3 separate regions of the Mus musculus genome follow, and regions 2 and 3 are each linked to region 1. Evidence: chromatin contacts called from public Hi-C and promoter capture Hi-C data. All regions are on one chromosome and are shown on one strand. The core of a region is the stretch at or near the end of the contact, and the rest is flanking DNA. Distances in the headings are between cores, read along the strand shown. Region 1 holds the start of Crocc2 (ciliary rootlet coiled-coil, rootletin family member 2). Region 2 holds the start of Ano7 (anoctamin 7). Region 3 overlaps Pask (PAS domain containing serine/threonine kinase).

Evidence for each region. Promoter capture Hi-C pulls out the DNA fragments that hold promoters and counts their contacts. A called contact is a pair of places that touch in the nucleus more often than the background predicts.
Region 2: a contact with region 1 is called in a promoter capture Hi-C map of hippocampal neurons, with 4 times the contacts expected there. The contact joins the promoter of Ano7 here to the promoter of Crocc2 in region 1. A contact is called at or near these places in 15 of 39 promoter capture datasets (the C10 cell line, cranial neural crest, embryonic stem cells and 7 more), 4 of 15 datasets of contacts at CTCF or cohesin (the NIH/3T3 cell line, embryonic stem cells, large pre-B cells and 1 more), 11 of 484 Hi-C or Micro-C datasets (the G1E-ER4 cell line, cortical neurons, embryonic stem cells and 4 more), 3 of 115 datasets of contacts at active chromatin or transcription factors (embryonic stem cells, pancreatic cancer cells and stem cell-derived neural progenitor cells) and 4 of 9 other capture datasets (adipose tissue, embryonic stem cells, liver and 1 more).
Region 3: a contact with region 1 is called in a Hi-C map of embryonic fibroblasts, with 2.0 times the contacts expected there. The contact joins the enhancer-like site here to the promoter of Crocc2 in region 1. A contact is called at or near these places in 11 of 39 promoter capture datasets (the C10 cell line, the SN4741 cell line, Sertoli cells and 7 more), 4 of 15 datasets of contacts at CTCF or cohesin (the NIH/3T3 cell line, large pre-B cells, pro-B cells and 1 more), 11 of 484 Hi-C or Micro-C datasets (the C10 cell line, the N1E-115 cell line, embryonic fibroblasts and 6 more), 8 of 115 datasets of contacts at active chromatin or transcription factors (the NIH/3T3 cell line, craniofacial prominence, embryonic hindbrain and 5 more) and 4 of 9 other capture datasets (adipose tissue, embryonic stem cells, liver and 1 more).

What each region holds. Positions count from the first base shown.
Region 1 is chr1:93,166,455-93,170,095 of GRCm38.p6, forward strand. Crocc2 (ciliary rootlet coiled-coil, rootletin family member 2) reads left to right here and starts at 1,969. Exons shown (of 32, transcript NM_001310428.1): 1 at 1,969-2,348. The coding sequence starts at 2,271.
Region 2 is chr1:93,372,108-93,375,748 of GRCm38.p6, forward strand. It overlaps Ano7 (anoctamin 7), which reads left to right and starts at 1,789. Exons shown (of 24, transcript NM_207031.2): 1 at 1,789-1,940; 2 at 3,028-3,142. The coding sequence starts at 3,035.
Region 3 is chr1:93,325,056-93,328,696 of GRCm38.p6, forward strand. It overlaps Pask (PAS domain containing serine/threonine kinase), which reads right to left. Exons shown (of 18, transcript NM_080850.2): 7 at 2,161-2,421; 8 at 309-477. Among named protein-coding and RNA genes, the nearest start is that of Pask, 16 kb to the right of the region's middle. Within about 2 kb of position 1,671, at least 25 of the 459 cell types and tissues checked have an H3K27ac peak or open chromatin away from gene starts, as enhancers often do. A contact at or near this core is called in the NIH/3T3 cell line, the SN4741 cell line and embryonic fibroblasts, where this site is marked.

The DNA.
Region 1 (3,641 bases), core at 719-3,218:
TGTGAGCAGGCCAAGTGCCCACAGCCTCACCTACCCTGGCCTCTCCACCTCACTCAGGAATGAGGATGGTGTCATGCAGCTTCAGAAGTAGCTCGGATGCCTGGCCCTGGAGTGGCTCTGGCATCCCCCGAGCACAGTTCATGTGAGGGACAACTCTCATGAAGAGGGTGGAGGGCACAAAGGAATGTGATGCCCTGTCCTTACTTCCCAGCCCCAGGATAGCCTGTCTGGCTGGAACTGCTCTGGAATCTGACTTGCTGTCTGTGGTCATCTCTGTCCCTTTGGTGACTGTATGCCCCAGAGACAGGGTGGACTGCTCACGGGCTGAACTCACAGGTCCAGCGGCGGCAGCCATTGCTCATGAAGAGTGACTCCTGAGGGCAGCCAAGGCTGGTCTGGTCTGGGTTGCAGCCCCTTTGCGGTCAGAAGTGCACGCCCTGTAGGCTCTAGCAGGAAGTGGGCCCTGTGCACTGTACTTGTTCTGAATCATCACAACCCAGACACTGGACCAAGGCTGACTTCCCACTATTGCCAATGTGTCCATGCCTGAGGCCAATCATAATGGTGTACGAGTTCAGTACCACAACTGTTATGAACCATTCTCCAGGGAATTGGGAATCCAGGGTTTGTCGTGTCCTGGGGCTGTTTCTGGTGAGTTTTCAGGTATGGAGGAAGAAATGACGGCAGGAGCCTCTCTGAAAAGGAGTCTCCCTCCAAGTACAGAAGTATTGAACAGTCTGCCAGACAGGTGGGCACAGATGGGGCAAAATCGGTCACATGCTGGGAGAATGGACAGTGGGGACAGAGCATGCCCTTGCAACTGTAGCAGGACAGGAGGTCCAGGGTTCTGGGTCCAACAGTCCTGTTAGTTAGGAGAAGGGTCAGGCCTAGCCAAGGCCCTGCTGAGACACACTGTACACAATCTAACAGGATTCGTTGAAGAATATACTCTGGACTTGCACTGAAAATTCTCCTTGTCATCAATAGCCCTGGACCAGAAGCTACACTCACGGACCACATAAGGGCCCCAACCAACCAGTATCCAGAGTGCAAGGATGGGGGTCTCAAGCTCCTGCACATGGCCAGGAGGGGTGGATCGGTGAACAACATCAAGGGCTTTCGGACAAGAGAGGAGGACAGAACAAAGCATCTGTCCACTGGCAGAGTCCATCCTATGACCTAGAAATGGATATAGGGGTCAGGAGGGATGCCTGAGTAAGAAACAGGGTGGCCCCTCCTGAGAACCAGCCCCCCTCTTCCTGGAACCTCTCTGTCATGAGCACACTGTGCCCAGAAAAATAGATGGAATGTGCTTGTGTTTTCTGTGTCAAAATTTATTGACTAACAATGAACATATAAGATTTAGCAGTTTCAATAACACGTTTTACATATAGTCCCACCTGCTTGGGTAGCCTGGCCTAAGGTAAAGGCAGATTCTCTTGTTCTAACTTTAATTACTAATGTTAACGCTGACATCACATAGCACACAGCGAATCTATCTCTCTATCTGTATGCATATGCATGGATTACAGAGTGACTGCGCAGAAATGGCAGCAGAGTTCAGAAGGTCTCAGAAGTAGGTTGAGCGTCTGTATTGGTAAGTTTAGTACCAGATTAGTACCAACAGGGTAACTGGGGAAGGATGCATTCTCTATGTGTCTAAGTAGGGCACTGCAGAGCAGGTAACCTGCCAGGCTCCAAGAGGAAACCTTTGCTACAAAGGAAGACCTTTGTTCCTGGGGAAGCTCTGTCCCTCCCTAATCCTTAGACATCTGTGACACACATCTCACTACCGATCACAAAGTTCTTTGGCACATGAACTAAGTCAGTTAGTGACCCTGAATGGGCTTGTGGTCTGCACCCCTGGGTGTGATCAGCAAGCAAACAAGTCTCCCTAAACAGTAAACGGGGGCTCTAGGAAGACGCTGGTCCCTCCCTCCGGTCAGCTTCACTCCAGGTCTCCGGGGAAACCGCTTCAGGCAACAGTGTTCCTTAGCTCTCACAGCAAGCCCTTACTCCTATTTCCAGGGAAACCTGGGCACTCAGCGTCCTGGTTGCCACAGCAACACTCATGGGCTTGTTTGGCGTGTGGTCTCCACAATCAAGGTGGGGCATCTGGGTGCTCAGGAGCAAGTGAATTCAACGGGCCAAACCAGCACAGTGGCTCCAGGTACTGCACACAGGAAGGTACTGGGTGGTTGAGGCTCAAAGAAGAGACGTGCTGAGGAGCCCAGGTACAAACTATTTGAGGTCCTGTGCTTCTGCCCAAGATGAGCTCCACTTCCAGCAATCCTGATGATGGAGACACCACGGAGCAGTCTCAGCTGGGGTTGGACACAGTGATCAAGGTCAGTGAAGTGGCTGCCCCCTCCGTGACCCCTGGAGAGCAGGTCTTGAGAGCACTTTTAAATAGGACGCTGCCCGCTGCCTGCTGCCCGGCGTGCAGCTGCACCCCCTCCTCCCACCCCCCACCAGGAGCACATTCTACCTGCGCACATGCTCAGTGTGAATATGAGCGTGCAAGTGCAGATCTCCAGACAGGCGAAGTGGCTCAGAAAGCCAGCACCCCTCTGGAGTCCTAGGCTTGCAGCCTGCACACCAACGTGGAAGGGACAGGGTGAGGGGCTCCACTGTGTTAGTGGCTAGGTATGGGAGCAATTGAGTCTGAGCTTAGAAGAGGGGCTTCAATTTGGAGATAACCCCAGTACCCACTCTATAAACTGCAGAAGTTCCATTTCTATCTTCACAGAACTTACCTGGAAAATAGGAACAACACAACTGGTCCTGTATCCCTGTCCCCCTCACCATGTCCCATTACTAAAAGCCCACCTACTTGCCAGCCCACATCCCTACACTGTCATCATCCAGCCACCCCAGCCAGACAGTCCCCGACCACTGGGGACTCACTGTACCCCAGATGGACCTGCTGACTCAGAGAGTTCATTAACCCAGCTCTCAGACCCTCAAAGCCATGCTGCAGGGGGTTGACATGGTCCTAGGTAAACAATATATCAGATCCCCTGAGAGGAGTAACCAACCGCACAGATGGTGTCAGGTGGCTAAATAGCCTGTTAGCATCTTTGTACACATAGACATACACATCTGCCCACATAGGACAGACCGTGATGCAAACAGAATATTAAAGTCAGTTGGGGTGGAGGAGATGGCTCAGTGGGTGAAGACAGTTGCCTCCGAGTCTGATGACCTGAGCTTGATCCCTGGAAGTCACGTGGTAAAGAAATCCAACTCCAAAATTTACCCTCAGACATCTACACACACACTACGGCACATACACACCCCAAACCCACACACAACTAAATAAATGTAATTAAAACAATAAGTTAATTGATGCAACAAGAAAAGAGAGTGTCCTGGGTGGGTACTCTCACCTGAGCGGACACTGGCACACTTCTACCCAAAGGGTCTCAGGCTGAATTCTGACGGCAAGGCCGGTGATGGGTTCAGAAAGAGAGTCAGCACACCAGAGCTCACAGAACACTCACAGCCCAGCACCCATTGGCTCATACATCATCCTGTAAGGACCTGACCAGCTAGCTCCTCGGAGACTTGATGGTGGGAGGGCATGTCTGTATGTGTGCCCACGTTCTTGAGGTAGAATCCCAGAGTGATGCAAACATCTC
Region 2 (3,641 bases), core at 539-3,038, 210 kb after region 1:
AGACCAGGCTGGCCTCAAACTCAGAAATCCACCTGCCTCTGCCTCCCGAGTGCTGGGATTAAAGGCTTGTACCACCACCACCACCCGACTGCTCTCCTGTTTTCTATGAGGCTTGATGGCAGTCATGTCCAGAGTCCATCTCTGGGTCTGGGTAGTCTGGTCTCCCTGGAGTATCCAGGGCCTGTTGCCCACCAGCATCTGTTGCCCACCAGGGGTTGACCTGCTGTTCATCTCACAAGACCCAGAATGGAGGGTGCCTGGGAGGTGCCAAGGCCTAAAGCTGCTGAGAGGGCTTGGAGACCTGAGCCTGAGGTTCTCGGAGATATCTTAGAAGGGAGCAGAGGGGAAAGAAGGAGACAGGGGAGTGGCTCACTGACTGGCCAGAACCAAGGAGCGGAAGAGCTAGGCCCTGAGAAGGTGCACATGCCTGTTGAGGTTAGGCCTGTACCTTGCCCTAAGTGCCTCCATATTGTGTAAAACAGTGACCACCCCTGAGACATTGCATTTACAAGCAGCTTTGTACTCTCTTGAGGATGGAAGGTACACCACCTGTTCCACACCGTCCACGTGGCAAGACTACTGAATGGTCATCCTGGGAATAGGGAGGGTACTACTCTGTAATTTATCATAGTGGGTTGGGACTGTGGGGGATATGAGCATATTAATATCATATCAGGAAAGTCAAGCCTAAGAACTTCCTGGGCACAGCAGGCCAAGGAAACTATGGAGCTCCTACATGTGAGGAGTCCATAGAGGAGTAGACATTAGCAGTTGGCTGGTGAGAGTCCCCACTGACCTGTCTCCTCACTGCCCTGCATGCATCAAGGACTGACTAACAGGCAAAGAAGTGACTCTTCCAGAGGCTTCCGGTCGTCTGGGTGCACTGCTGACACAGCTGTCACCGTTGCAGATGCCATCTGCCCTCCTCCCATCTCCGTTGTCACTCAGCCCCTTCCTTTGTCTGGACCCCGACTTGCCCTTTTGCCTCCTCAAACAGCCGGACTCAGCTCTACCGCCTCACTCTCAAACCTGCAGTCAGGGGTCCTGACTCAGCCACAGTTTCCCCAAGTGCTCCGGTCCTGTTTACCTCATTGTCAGAGACTCGTGGCCCTGAGTTTCCCAGCTTTGGCTTCTCAGGCCTGTTGGAAACTCTGAAACTCCTTGCATCTTTAACCCCTTACAACCATTCTATAATCTACACATATACATATATAGAGAAATTTACTGTGTGATATGTAGTGTATCATGAGAGTAATTAAGATTAGAATACAGTAACCTGTGTTTGCCTCAGCAAGGACTGCAGGAGTATCTGGCAAATTGCTGCCATTGAAAATGCTGTACCTCGTGAATTTGTCAATAAAATGTGATACTGTGAGAAAACACAACTGTTCGTCTGTGTTTCTGACAGTGTGTTCCCAAGAACGTCCAAGCTCACACTACCAGAAATGGTAAAGCCCTCTCCCCCATGAAGCTTCACCCCCACATAAACAGGGCCACCTGACAGGGGATACCTATGGCTGGCCCTATAACCACCATCTCCCTGGACTTCCCTTATGGAAGCCCGGCCTGCTGCCACGGAATCTCTAAACAAATAGGGTACCTGAGGCACCTCGAATTTGCATGTAGGGTGTGTGAAGGAAAAGTGGGCTGGCTGTTTGCTGGCTCAGAGTCCCACACCCTCTTTTCAAACAGGCAGATCCTGTCCAGAGACACAATCAGAGACCTCACCCTGGTGGCTGACTGCACTTAGTACCTCTCTTGTCTGCTTCCAGCCCCCTTACCCTGTGCAGTGAGGCAAGGGCAGGTGAGCGGCTGCCACAGCTCAGGCAGAGCCCAGGAGACTGGGGTGGCTGGCCCTGATTTTGCTCCTGCTGGAACCAGGCTTGTGTTGATGGGCTGGCTGTGAACTCTGAGGTCTCCTCTGGAAGCCACTGTGCCAGGTAGGGTGGTGTCCTCCTCCTGGATGCTTGGGCCATGGGGAGGACAGGAGGGACTGCAGAAAATATGAGCCACTGGGGCTCCTGGCTCTGAACGCCGAGCAGCGGGGCTGGGGCTTACTCTTGGGCCCCAGAAGCCTACCTGGCACAGTGTCTTCTCTAAGCTCTAGAGAGGCAGGGACAGTGTTCAGTGTGGCTTTGAATAGGGCACCCTACCCTAAGGACACAGCATTCCACCTGCTCATAACAGACCGCGTCTGAAGTCTCTGGTTGGTACTCCTTTGTCTTCCCTGTCCCACCCATCAGATGACATATGCCCCAGAGCCTTTGTCCAAGGGCATCCTTTGGTTCTCATTGGCTCCTGGGGTCCTCACATTGTAGTACCGAGTCCTAGCAGGTTTGGGCTTATGTCTACCATTCCAGGCCTCCATTTATCTAAAATGGGGAAGTAGAATGAGAGCGATGTCATTCCCTTCCCACCCACCGGAACAACAGCCCTGCTCCCAGCCACCTCCTTCCAGGACCACAGGTCACAGGCTGGCATGGAAAGCCCATAAAACTCCATAAGTGACTGTGCTCTTCCTTGCAGGGAGAGCCTGGGGTCCTAGCAGTAGTTCCTCCAGAATTGCAAAAAAGGCAGATGGCTTTATAGGGCACTGTCTATCCTCCATGGCCCAAATGGCCCAAATGACCCTCCTCTATAAGAAGGGGCTGGGGGGGTCTGTGTGGCAGCCTTATAGTAAGCCTTACCCAGAATGAAAGGGAGCCCCACACTTGGTGGGTGGGTGGATGGATGGACGGACAGACGGATGGACAGATGGATGGATGGATGCTAGGCTCTTAAATACCAGCTATCATTCAGTGGCTGGCTCTTTTCCTGGAGCTACTGAGCCAGGATGTCAGGATCCTCACATGCCCACATTAGGATAGTACTGTCCAGCCCTAGCAGTGCCCCTGTTAGTCTATGAGCCAGCCTCCTCACCTGTAAAATAGGCTTGCTGCAGGCTCTGCCACAGTGTCAGGACTGGCTCTCATTGGTGTCCTCTCTAACCACTCCATCCTCTGACTCCCTGGCCTTGGTGTGGCGCAGGAGTGACATGCTGCGGGGGCAAGCGCGAGAAGAAGACAGCGTGGTGCTGATCGACATGGCCTCCCCTGAAGCAGGGAATGGATGCTCCTATGGGAGCACAGCCCAAGCCTCAGAGGTACCCTCAACCCCAGGGGCAGTGTTCAGCATGCTGAACCCACCCTTCTTCCTCCTCCCTGGGCTTTGATCATAAGGCTTCTGTGTGCTGTGTGATTTGGGAGGCCTCCCATCCCAGTCAGGACTTAGCTATACTCTTGCCCTGTCCTAGAGCCCTTGAAAAGTGGGTGCAGCATCCAGGTGCACCCCCATCCCTGGATGACAAGGGGACAGATGTCTCCTTGACACACAAGTCACCATTCACCTCCCTCAAACTTGGAGGAGGCAGGATCAGGGGAAGGGAGAAAAGATAAAGTCAGGACAAGGTCCAGGGTTTGGTCCCTCTCTGCCAGAACCACTGTGATATTAGTCATGAAATACAGGATACCCATGTTACACTCCACAGACCCAAAGAATCTAAATAGGAGGGAAGGCACAGTGAGGCTGCTGGAATCTCACTTAGCAGGGGGAATAAAATAGTCATAAGGGGCGGGAACTGGGTGGGAGAGGGCATGGGGAGG
Region 3 (3,641 bases), core at 421-2,920, 160 kb after region 1:
TGGACAAGACTTTGGTCAGCTATTTGTGTCTCAGACATAGGCACAGTCTTGGAGGACTTCCTAATTCCCTTCTAGATGCTTAAACATTTGTAAAACACTGCCCACAACTGTCCCATCTCCTGGGAAAGAACAAGAGGACTGTACAAGACAGCCTCAAACTAGGACAGAGCCTCTCATTGCTCCACCCACCCTTGAGAGTCAGGAAAGGTCACTAGGGGCCTCTGCTTTGTTATCTCTGTTATAGTGCACCAACCTCTAAGGAGCTACTCAGCAACATAAACACTGTGATGGAGGAGGCTGAGCCTTACCCTGGGCCCCACTGGCCAGTTCCCAGTTGTGTTGGGCATCAGAGTTCATCTCCCCAGGCCCACTCTTTCTGCCAATGTCGAGGCAATTGACCAGATCTGGCAGCTGTACCGAACTATCATATGTGAGGTCCATGTAGTGGTAGAAACCAGGAATCAGGAAAGTGATATTCTAGGGAATAAAATAGTGACATTTCAGAACCTAGGAGGATCCACTGTGACCCACTGAACTCATCCTCCTTGGAAAATGAGAATAGCAGCAATGTGAATGAACAGTTCAGTTCTCAGAATGGGAAAGATCCTGGATCACACACTTTTGGTTCCCTGGCACCTCACACATAATTCAGAATGTTTTTATTGTCTAATAAAAAAGACAAACAATGCACTGTAAGGCAGGTTATGCAAATACCTATATGTCTTCCAAGTAGATACCTGGCCTTTGACTTCACATTTGCCTAGAGCAGGGACCCTGTATTTGCCAAGCTAACAACTTTAGAGCTCTTGGTCCAAGAACACTGATGGGCACCCATCAAGGCCATATTACCAGACCAAGAGCTGCTCACACAGATGCTGCTTCCAAGCCTGTATGCAGCCCCCAAGCCTGAACAACTGTCTGTGCCACAAGAATCCAAGTAACTCTAACCTCAATGAGGGCGAAGGATTTATAGCTATGAGGTTCTCTGAGAGGTCTCAAAGCCTATAATACTCCTACAGAAAGCCAGATGCTAGCTGCTTTTTAATCAAGAATAACTCAATTGGAAGTGAATTTGAGGTTAGTTACTCGTTTGGGTCTTACTAAAAAACAGAATAACCTTTTTAGAGCCTCATATGAGATACTTTAACACACACAGTCACACACAGTCCAGGATTACCTAGCAGAAACAAGAAAAGATAGAGGCTCCTGCCTTGGAGTTAGATCCCAAGTGATCAAGGTGCCCAGTAAAGGGTCACAGGCACCTGCATCCAGGAACCATCCGGTGAGTCTGGTGGGCACTCAATGCTGTCAAAAGCTGGGGAGGGATATGCCAATGCCAAAAGCTGGCAGTAGGTGGCTTCCCAAGGCTGCTCCACAATCCCTCGTCAGCACATAGGAGCTATGTACCCTCCCAGAAGGCTCAGAACACCACTAGGGTCCATTCCCCACACAAAAAGAGGCCGTGGGAGCAGTTGAGGCATGACTTCTGAAGCTGAGGTGACCCTTAAAAAGCAGGACATGAATGCCCAAACAGCATCTAAGCCAGAAACAGGAGCTATCAAGGCCTCAGAGTTACTCAGCAAGTGGGTCACCCTAGCTGGCACCACATGAAGCAAAATGGCCGTTCTCTTCTAAGCCTGATCCAGTAGGCTGACTCATAGCTAAAGTATGACTTGGAGTGTGTTAAACATTGTCTACGAAGGCTTGTACAGAACCATGATGGGACTGCACCCTACAGGTCTGCCTGAGGATAAAGGGAAAGTTAAGGCCTGAAGCCTGGTGAGTAAAACATCTACCCAACCCCCAGCCCAAGAAGAGAAGACCCCTTCTCCCCACTGCCTACTAACCAACCGTGCTCAGGATGTGCGAACAAACAGTATCTACAGTGTCACCAAAACCTGGGTCAATGGGCCAGACCAGAGCCAGCTGGATAGAAACAGAGATGCTAAGCAGAGGACAATCTTGCTCCTCTGGAATGACCCAGGAGACAGTCAGTCCAAAAGTAGCCACTGATGTGTGGCCCAGGGAAATGAGATGGTTGGTTATGAATAGGATGGTATGGCCTGTTGTTAGCTTTACAGCCCATCAGGTTCAAATACTCTGACGAATGCAGAATGGTTTCATCAGATACTGAGGAGCTAGGAAAGGAGGCAAGCCTACCTTGCCCAGGAGCTCTGTCTTTCCATAACCAAACAGCATTAGTGCAAAGCTGTGGTTGACTCCATAAATTGTGCCATCTGGCAGCAGAGTGATGAGGCCACTGATGGTGCAGAACACCCACACAGAAGCCTGGTAACCTGGTTCAGAGGCCGCCTCACTGTCAGCTACAGCCCTTCCACTGGGCTTGGATTTCAGCTTCAAACTGAGAGGGAAGGTGGTGCCGTCTCTGGCTCTCCCAACAGACCTTTGAATCTTGAGACTCTGAAAGACAGGACAGTCCCACTCATCATTACAGCAGTACTGTGTAGGCACAATTCCGATGTTTTAGATCCCAGCCTCACTCACATAACCGAGCTAGAAATATCCCCCATCTATGCTGTTCCAGCCCACCCTGCCCCAAGAATTTGGAACCTTGGCAATTGCAGCAACAGGCTGGGAGGACTCTGGGCCCAGAACAAATGCATAATAATGACCAAGGTACAAACCAATAAGGGGACTGGTCCCAGCCTCATCCCTAGTAGGCATCTGTGCCAAGCTGCAGCCTTCTGGCATCCATAGGCTGCATGCACTCCTCTCCTTAGCTCCAAATCTGGAAGGGAAAGAAGAGGTGCCTCTCCCGCACCTCCTGGTCTCAGTGAAAGCAGAATCCATCTATGAGAGTGGCTGTGGTGATTAGGGTCATCACGACAGAGTCTAGAACCAGCTTCAGGACAGGCCTCTGGGCATGCCTGTAGGGAGTGATCTTGACTGCACTGGCTTAGGTGGGGAGACCCACCCACTGTGGCTGGGGTCCTAGACTGTACAAGTGGCGAGGGGAGCTGAGCATGCAGCATTCAGTCATCACTCTCTGCTTCCCAAGGGTGATGTGCTGCAACTGAGCAGCCGCATCACACTCCTGTCGCCTTAGACTGTACCTTCAGCTGTAAGCCAAAAGAAACCTTTCCTTCCTTTCTTTCTTTCTCTCTCTCTTTCTTTCTCCCTCTCTTTCTTTCTCCCTCTCTTTCTTTCTCTCTCTCTCTCTCTCTCTCTCTCTCTCTCTCTCTCTCTCTCTCTCTCTCTTTCTTTTTCTTCCTTCCGAGACAGGGTTTCTCTGTGTAGTCCTGGCTGTCCTGGAACTCACTCTGTAGACCAGGCTGACCTGGAACTCAGAAATCCGCCTGCCTCTGCCTCCCGAGTGCTGGGATTAAAGGTGCGTGCCACCACTTCCTGGCCCTTTCTTTCTTAAGTTGCTTTTGCCAGTCTTTTATTCAGAGCAACAGGAAACACCACTAAAACAGTACCCATAATTCCACACCCATGTTCTGTCCTTCCACACTAGAGCTGGTTTCCTGCTGTCACTCTGAGGGACCATCACATCTATCTTTTCAGCTCCACCCCCAACATACAACCAAGTCCTTACATTATATACTATCTGCTTCTATTATTTGGAAGGCATGTGATTTTCCAATAAAGAGTATGATTAGAGCCAGGCATGGTTGTGT